2 separate regions of the Sus scrofa genome follow, and region 1 is linked to region 2. Evidence: chromatin contacts called from public Hi-C data. All regions are on one chromosome and are shown on one strand. Each heading gives the region's core, a stretch centred on a gene start, on an enhancer-like site or on the middle of the called end of the contact. The rest is flanking DNA. Distances are from core to core; before and after follow the strand shown.

What was found. Hi-C and Micro-C count contacts between places; a contact is called where the count stands out from the background.
Region 1: a Hi-C map of liver shows a contact between it and region 2, with 12 times the contacts expected there. The contact joins the enhancer-like site here to the promoter of HES1 in region 2. A contact is called at or near these places in 1 of 5 promoter capture datasets (liver), 25 of 47 Hi-C or Micro-C datasets (adipose tissue, alveolar macrophages, brain and 15 more) and 2 of 2 datasets of contacts at active chromatin or transcription factors (alveolar macrophages and skeletal muscle).

Annotation. Positions count from the first base shown.
Region 1 is chr13:131,260,166-131,264,603 of Sscrofa11.1, forward strand. All of the region lies in intron 1 of LOC110256390 (a long non-coding RNA gene), which reads right to left. Among named protein-coding and RNA genes, the nearest start is that of CPN2, 75 kb to the right of the region's middle. Within about 2 kb of position 2,401, at least 27 of the 83 cell types and tissues checked have an H3K27ac peak or open chromatin away from gene starts, as enhancers often do. A contact at or near this core is called in adipose tissue, fetal liver, liver and 3 more, where this site is marked.
Region 2 is chr13:131,133,985-131,138,246 of Sscrofa11.1, forward strand. It overlaps HES1 (hes family bHLH transcription factor 1), which reads left to right and starts at 1,986. Exons shown (of 4, transcript NM_001195231.1): 1 at 1,986-2,100; 2 at 2,248-2,343; 3 at 2,597-2,684; 4 at 3,327-3,881. The coding sequence starts at 1,993. The coding sequence ends at 3,877. LOC102164131 (a long non-coding RNA gene) reads right to left here and starts at 1,595. Exons shown (of 8, transcript XR_002337825.1): 1 at 528-1,595.

The DNA.
Region 1 (4,438 bases), core at 1,151-3,650, 130 kb after region 2:
ACTCTTAGCCCTGAACGCAAAGTTGCCTTTGTCCCCAGCGGACCACATTCTATTTTCTATCAATTCCCTCACAATGCAGCTTGGTAGGTTATAAAAGAGCCTCTCCTTGAGAGGAGTCATTTTCATGCTGGGAACATGCAGACACCCCGCCCCGGGAGATGACAGTGTGTTTTCCCGGAGGTGGAGGCAGCCTGCAGATTGGATCTGATCTGAGTTTATGCCGGAGGTCTGAACCCAAGGGAACACATTTGTGTCTGGAAGCGGGTCTTTGCAGAGCCTCAGCCAGCTGGCTCAGCTCTGCTAGACGCTGTGTTCCCTGCTCCCTCACCCTTCCTCCAGGAAGCACCTCTTCTGGCCCAGCCTCGATGATGCTTTTCCGTTCACGCCCTTCAACCCACATCCCCGGCTGGCCGAGGGGGAGCCCGCCCGTGCTGTCAGTGCCGCCCGCGGCACCTGGCTCGCCTCCCTCCACGCTTGGCCAAAGCCTCAGACGCAGAAGAAACCAGAGCTGGCTCAGCTGGCCAGCGCCCGGGCTTCCTGTCCAAGTGTTTGCGGCCGGGCTTCCTGCTGACGGAAGGGCAGCGCTCCTCTGACATCCCAAGCGGTGGCTCCCAGGGCCCCGGCCGCCGAGCACATCCAGCTGGCACCCGGCGCAGGAGCCATGGCTGCGCTCCGTGCAGCTGTCAGATGACATTCACAGGGACGCTGGGGTCAGGCCTGGAGAGCTATAAAGGGGATTCCTTTGGGGAGGGAGGAAGCTGTGAATCAGACCAGAAACCCGGGAGCTCAGGCTTGTCCTGGGCAGGCGGCCAGACCACGCCTCGCAGGCCCCCCCCTCTGACAGACCCCCTTGCTTCATGTGGGCCCACCTCCCTGCCACCTGCGCTCTTTCCCAGTGAGAGCCTCCAGCACATGGCTTCCCTCCGCCCCAGGTGGACTGGGAACGGGGCCACGCACCCAGATGATAGCCCACCCGGGCTCTGACCCCATGCCCTTGAGGAATTTAGCTTCACGGAGAATCAGCTTCCCCTTCACAAGTGGAAACTGGAGAGTGAGAATATTTTCAGAGTGTTCCATGTTTATTTTCCCACGTTTCAAGGGCGGCGACATAGGAAACGGGGTCAGACTTGTTCTCTCTAGCTCCAGAGGTCAGGACAAGCATTCTACGGAGGCAGAATTCAGTTTAAATAGGGGAAAATGAAACCCCCGAACAGGCCATCCCCTAAGTAGTGAGCACCCTGTTGCTAGACTTTAAGCTCTGCGAGGGTCGCTGTCTGTCTTCATTCCTGCCAGAGGACCAAACCAGCACGGTGCCTGCCTAAGAGTAAAGGCTCCAAATCTTTGTGGAAGAGAGGAGTGAAGGCGGATAGAAAAAACAGGGAGGGGTCTTCCCACTGCCTCTCAATAGTAACGAACCTGACTAGGAACCATGAGGCTGCGGGTTCGATCCCTAGCCTTGCTCAGCGGGTTAAGGATCCGGCATTGCCGTGAGCTGTGGTATAGGTCACAGATGCAGCTTGGATCCCACGTTGCTATGGCTCTGGTGTAGGCCGGCAGCTGCAGCTTCGATTTGACCCTTAACCTGGGAACGTCCCTGTGCCATGGTGCAGCCCTAAAAAGAAAAAAAAAAAAAAAAAAAAAAAAACCCAGGAGGGAAAGAGAGGTGGAAAGAAGGAAGAAGAGAGAAAAAGACGAAAGGAGAAAAAGGGGAAAGGATCATCTTCGAGAAGATTCCTCCTTTAGGAGAGAGTTTGGACAAGCTGACTGCAATTGTCTTTTGGACTCAATGATTACAAGACAAGGATTTTAAGCACCCACTCCAAGGGGACACATCAACTCCAAAACCAGGCCGAGCAATTCTCTTGTGACACTGTGTTCATAGGCACAGGCCTTGCCACCCGAGCACTCTGTGGTCTACAACGCCCCCAAGACAGACACAAACACACACACACACACACACACACACACACACACACACACACACACACACACAAGTTGTCCCTCACTTCTACAGAATCCTGAAAAACACAGAGTCTGCATTTGAAAGACGTAGAGCCAGAGGTTCAAAGACGGCATGTGACTTGTCTGAGCTGAGACTTAGCCTCAGGTCTCCTGACCCTGAGTCCAGTAATAAGCAGGCTAGTCTGCCTTCCTGCCTGCCAAAGAGCTGTCTGCCCCTGAAGACAGCTATCATGGTCTCACACGAAACTGAAGCACCAGAGGTTGCCCTATCCTTTGAAAAAATGTAGAGGAAACAGATCTTCCTAAAAACAACAACAACAACAAAAAAAAAAACACTTCCCTTTCCCGGCCTGGCTCCCAGCAGGATAAGGCTTGGGCACGACCACTAATTGCAGTAACCGGCAGAGGATCTGGGACTCTTTCCAGAGGCAAGTTTACTTTCTAGGGCCAGCTCTCCAGAGCACTGGTTGGAAAGATGTGTTCTTTTCCAAAGGTCTGACTAGCTGGAGATTAGGCGGGTCATTTGCCTGTCTTCTGTCCCTCTGTGTTCCTCTCTCACAGGGGGCTGACCCCTGTCGGCCACATTCCCCACCAAGACTGGTTTCTACCCTCGGCTCCCCACCGCCCCCGCCCCCGGGGGGAAGGACAGAGGGTAGAAACCAGCCTTTCTCTCTGTCTCTCCCTTTATCTGGAGCATCACCTCTGGGGTCCCAATTCCTGCCAGGGGACTTCTGCCAGGGTTCCAGCTCTCTCTGAGTTCTGGAAACACAACCTCTTCTCTGCCCTTCCAGCAGGAATGGGGCCATTTTCTTGTGGCTGCTACTCTCAAGGCTGCCTTTCACCCAAGTCTGCCCTTTCCTCTCTTCCAAGGTCTTCACAGCTAGCTTCCCTCTGCTGAGGTTTCCGGAATGGGCTATGTCTCCCCCCTGGACTCTGACTGACTCCATGTCAGTGTGGGTGGGTTGAGACCCAGCGCAGAGAGGGTTAAATGGATGGCAATATGGGACTCTCTCTAAGGACCACCTTAAAGAGAGTCAGGTAGTACCTGAGGAAGTACCAAGAGAGTCAGGTAGGCAGGCCAGGAGGCTCCTGAGGAAGCTACCTGTGTATGAGGAGGCAGGCCAGGGCCACCCTGGCTCTGCATGGGAACCAGAGGACCTGGAGTCAGCCCACTGTCCCATCGCAGGCCCCTTCCCCTCTCACAAGGCCCCACCTGCCCAGCATCCCTCAGTGCTAGGACACAATCAGTGCTTCTCACACATGTGGGCCAGACGGCAGGACTCAGCCTCTCAGAGCTCTGAGCAAGCCAAGATTCTAGGTCCAGAAGCTTCTAGGTCACCTCCATCGAAGCGGAAAGAAGGGCTCCCTCAGCACCATCAGCAAAGAAAGCAGGTGTCTTTCCTCCCCACTCCCAAACTCATGGCATCTGGGACTCAAAAAGAAGAGTCACAGTCTCTTCCTGCCCCCACCTCACCCCCAAGGCCCCTCACTCTCCTAGGCTGAGGTCTAATCGGGACTTTTAAGAGTCCCGCCTAGGCAGAGACCCAAGGGGAGGCTGTGTTCTCTGAAACTATTATTCATGAGCACAGATATATCATGTAGAAAGGGAGAAAGCTGAGACTCACCTTTAGATTTAGGTGGACCTACTACATGCTTGCCACGGAGATAAGTACTTACACGTAGTCTGTGTCATTTCATCAATCGATAAAAGGGGAGAATAAGACCCCCCCCCAAAATGCATCAGCCTCTGTTCAATGTATCTTTACTGGGTACCTGCCAGGTACTAGGCATTCTGCAAGGATGATTTGACTACAGTTCCTTCCTTCTAGTCAAGAACCTGAGGTCTGGAATCAGCTAGACCCACCTGGGTTTGAATCCAGACTCCAGCAGTTAGTATTTATGTGACCTTGAGCAAGTGACGTGTGCCCCGAGCCTCAGATTCTGCATCTATGAAAAGGATATAATGATAAGAGTCTAGTCTCATTAAGGTGTTGAAGGATTCAGGTAGGTTAACAAGCTTAGCGAGTGCCCAGCACCTGGTAAACACTCTTCAACGAGTGGTAACTTTTTTTTTTAATTAGTAAGTCTAGGATGCATGGCAGCATCCAGGGGTGAAAAGCATTTTCGAAGGCTGCCCAGAGCCTTCTGACTCCAGAATTGGAAGAAAAATGGCTGTTGCTTTCTCCGTCTCACCTCAGACGCATCCCACACACCCTCAGCTCCCCCTGGCAGCCTCGCCGCCACCCTTCTGAGCTGCCGGATGTCCGCTGAGGTCCAAGGTTTGGAGAGTTTCCGGGACTGGCGGGGTCACACTGCAGCTGGGCGGTGCCTGGCAGCCCCACCCTTCCTGGCAGCCAGGCCTCCTCCTGGGTCCCTGAAAGCCTGCCAATGGGGGGTGGGGAGCAGAGGGAGAGGAAGGTCCAGCTCAGACATTTGCCCTGAGGGAAGCCTGCAGGGAGGCTGGGGTTACGGGGGA
Region 2 (4,262 bases), core at 736-3,235:
AAGCCGCTTTAACCGCAGCCGCCCAGCGGAGGCAGGAGGCTGACCCGGCCGCTTCCTAAGTGCGGTCAGGCATCTCGTGACCGCGGCGGGCGCCGGGGGCCCCGCGGGGGAGGGAGGGCGGGTGCAAGGAGCAAACAAGAAGGCCCCTCCCCCTCCCCCGGGCTGTTGCTAGTGAGGCCCTGGGCAGAGTTAAAACCCCAAGCCCGAAATCAAGGGTGGAGGGGGGGTTGGAATAATCCCCCACTCTCCACCCCAGGGCGTGCGCTCCCCGCCCGGAAGGGCTGACCTTGGCCCGGGGGAGGTGTGGGGGGGGCGGGTGGTAAGCGCCGGGGCTCGGCTCCCCGCCCGCCGCCCCCTCGGATTCCTGGCCCGGCGGGGGCCGGAGGAGGGGGGGCCCCGGACACACACACACACACACACACACACACACACACACACACACCCCACACGCAGCGCGCGCCAATGAGCCCCGGCCAGGCGCTGGGGGCGGGGTTTTCCCAGGCTCGAGCACAGCAGCTGCTATTTACCTTCTTGGCTTCTCCCGGGGACCAGGAACCAGCCCCCGCGCTCCGCCGCCCGCCGCCGCCCCCCGCCTCCCTGCCCCCGGGGCGCGCGCACACACACTCACACACGCACGCACACACACATCCTCCCGGCCCGGCCGCAGCCGCGGCGGCAATAAAACATCCTGGCACGTGCTTCGGCTCCAGGCGCGCCCTCGCCGGCCGGCTGATGTCAAACTGCAGCTCGGCTGGTGTAGCTCTTAAAGGGCCCGCGCGCGACGGGTGTCGAGGTTGCCCTGGTCGCTCGCGGGGCGAGAAGGAGGGAGCGGCTGCCACTCGGCTCGCCACCTCTATGTGCAGCAAAACTGAGAGCCCACGGGTGGAAAGGGAAAGGGTGGCCAGGACGCGCGCGCGTCCCTGAGGCATTGCCATCAAAGCCCTCCTTGTTCATCTTTCATTTGAAATTCCATTTCCTTTCTGCTCAGTTGGAAATTATTCTGATTGTTTCCTGGGGAAGCGCTAGGTTCAAGGCCTCAACTCCGTAACAGAAATGAGAGACAGGCTGGGGTAGGGGTGGAGGGCGGGGATCAAAAACCACTTTGCTCTGAAAAACCTGCAAATGTAAGTAAGATGGAGGCACTTTTTCCTTTTCTGCATGCAGAAAGGAATTTTGTCCTTTTTCTGCATGGTCGACTTTCACCCCCCACCCCCGGAATGTGCGGAGTCTGAGCGGGAAATCACTTAGATGTTTCTGTAAGTCACACCCTTGCACATGTTCCCCCTTTTTCTTTTAACCATGCAATTATAATCTTTTATCCCTGTCCTTCTAAACCTTTTTAAAAATATATTTCAAGTGAACTTATTAGTGTCAAAGCAGCTCTATTACACGCGAATGGAAATAAGCAGCAAAGACCCCAGCCTCCAAAGAAATAAACTAGAGTAGATCAAACCCAATGCAGAAAAATCCTCTCTAAAGCAAAGCCCAGTAGGGAGAGTAACAAAGGGTTAAAATCCTTTTGATTGACGTTGTAGCCTCTGGTGCCCCGGGCTCAGGCGCGCGCCATTGGCCGCCAGGCCTTGTGCCTGGCGGCCAATGGGGGGGCGCGGTCCACGAGCGGTGCCGCGTGTCTCCTCCTCCCATTGGCTGAAAGTTACTGTGGGAAAGAAAGTTTGGGAAGTTTCACACGAGCCGTTCGCGTGCAGTCCCAGATATATATAGAGGCCGCCAGGGCCTGAGGATCACACTGGATCCGGGAGCTGGTGCTGATAACAGCGGAATCCCCCGTCTACCTCTCTCCTTGGTCCTGGAATTGCGCTACCGATCACCAAGTAGCCATAAGATATAATAAACCTTCAGCACTTGCTCAGTAGCTTTGCGAAAGTCTCAAGTAAAAGAGACATAAACAAAACAATTTTTTTTGGTGTGAAGAACTCCAAAAATAAAATTCTCTAGGGATTAAAAAAAAAAAAAAAAAAAAAAAAACAGAAAATGCCAGCTGATATAATGGAGAAAAATTCCTCGTCCCCGGTGGCTGCTACCCCAGCCAGTGTCAACACGACACCGGATAAACCAAAGACAGCATCTGAGCACAGAAAGGTAAGGGCAATACCTGTATCTCTCCACAGCCCCTAAGAGATTAAGTCGGGATGGGTGGGGGCTCCTTTCTCCCTTTAAACCCTGGGGTGAAATGTCAAGTCTCATGGGAACTCAGGGCTCTTTTTCCTCCCCCCTCCCCTTTTACAGTCATCAAAGCCCATCATGGAGAAAAGACGAAGAGCAAGAATAAATGAAAGTCTGAGCCAGCTGAAAACACTGATTTTGGATGCTCTTAAAAAAGATGTAAGTGGGTAATATTGCCTTTTTTAATTAAAAAAATTGAAATACTATTTCTTTGGTATTAAGAACCAAACCCCTTTGTCAGCGAGATCTCCCCCGCCTGCACTGCGTTCCCTTAGGCGGGAGGGCTGGGTCTACTCTACCCGGGGTCTGGGGGATGTTGGCGACGCGGCGGAGAGGAGGGACCCCCCACCCCCAGCACTCCGAGGCCGCTGGCAGTCTCTCACGTTCCTCCCTTGCCTCCTTTTCTGTGCAGAGCTCGAGGCATTCCAAGCTGGAGAAGGCGGACATTCTGGAAATGACAGTGAAGCACCTCCGGAACCTGCAGCGGGCGCAGATGACGGGTGAGGGCGGCTGGCCGCGTCCCCCTCTGCGGGCGTCCCTCTCGCCCCGCGGTGATTTCTTCCAGACTTCCGCCCGTGGTTGTGAGAGGCATTCAGCTACATTTTACTGCCTTGGCTCATTCTTGCGTTCCCACGGTCTGGGGCTTATTTATAGCCACAACTCCAAGTTGTTACTGTTCCGGAAAGGGAGGGAGAGAGGTTGTAGTGGCGAGGGCGGCGGGCGGCTTGGCCAGGGGGAAGCGGGTGGGGGCGAAAAGACTTAGAAGCGTGGCGGTCTTTAAGCTGCGCGGAGCCTGGGGTCATCTGGTTTAGCACTCCACTACAGAAGGAAAAATAAGGCTTGGTGGTGGAGAAGGGGGGAAGGGCATTATCCAAGGTCAAATCGCGCGGGGGTTAGGGGGAGGCAGATCTGAGGTTGAGATCGGTTTAAATGGAGCGACTGAGAGCAGAGAGGGAGCGTCTCGGCTTTGGTCGCCAAGCTAGGATGGAGAAGCGATTGTTTTTTCCTAAGCCCATCCTAGTAGCCAGAGGCAGTTCTACGGGCGGGTGGTCAGGGAGGCGCACTGCGGGGACCTCCCAGGGCGGAGGAGGTGGCCTCGGGGCCAGGGACGTTCGGTGACCCGTCTGTCTCCTGGCCCGCAGCCGCGCTAAGCACAGACCCGAGCGTGCTGGGGAAGTACCGCGCCGGCTTCAGTGAGTGCATGAACGAGGTGACCCGCTTCCTGTCCACGTGCGAGGGCGTTAACACCGAGGTGCGCACCCGGCTGCTCGGCCACCTGGCCAACTGCATGACCCAGATCAACGCCATGACCTACCCTGGGCAGCCGCACCCAGCCTTGCAGGCGCCGCCACCGCCCCCGCCAGGACCCGGAGGTCCGCAGCACGCGCCGTTCGCGCCGCCACCGCCACTGGTGCCCATCCCCGGGGGTGCGGCGCCCCCTCCCGGCGGCGCGCCCTGCAAGCTGGGCAGCCCGGCTGGAGAGGCGGCAAAGGTATTCGGCGGCTTCCAGGTGGTCCCGGCTCCCGATGGCCAGTTTGCCTTCCTCATCCCCAACGGGGCCTTCGCTCACAGCGGCCCGGTCATCCCAGTCTACACCAGCAACAGCGGGACCTCCGTGGGCCCCAACGCAGTGTCGCCTTCCAGCGGCCCCTCGCTCACGGCGGACTCCATGTGGAGGCCTTGGCGGAACTGAGGGGCTCAAGCCACCCCTCCCCCCAAACTCCCCAGCCCACCTCTCTTCCCTTGGGACACTAAACAGGAACTTGGACTCTGGGAGAGGGGAGAGGACTTTTGTGATTAACTGGTTACTTTGGGGTTTTTTTTAATTTCTAAAGTTACTTTTTTTGTAGAGAAATGTATTAAGTGACTGACCATGCACTATATTTGTACATATTTTATATGTTCATATTGGATTGCGCCTTTGTATTATAAAAGTTCAGATGACATTTCGTTTTTTACACGAGATTTCTTTTTTATGTGATGCCAAAGATGTTTGAAAATGCTCTTAAAATATCTTCCTTTGGGGAAGTTTATTTGAGAAAATATAATAAAAGAAAAAGAGTCAAGGCTTTTATGTC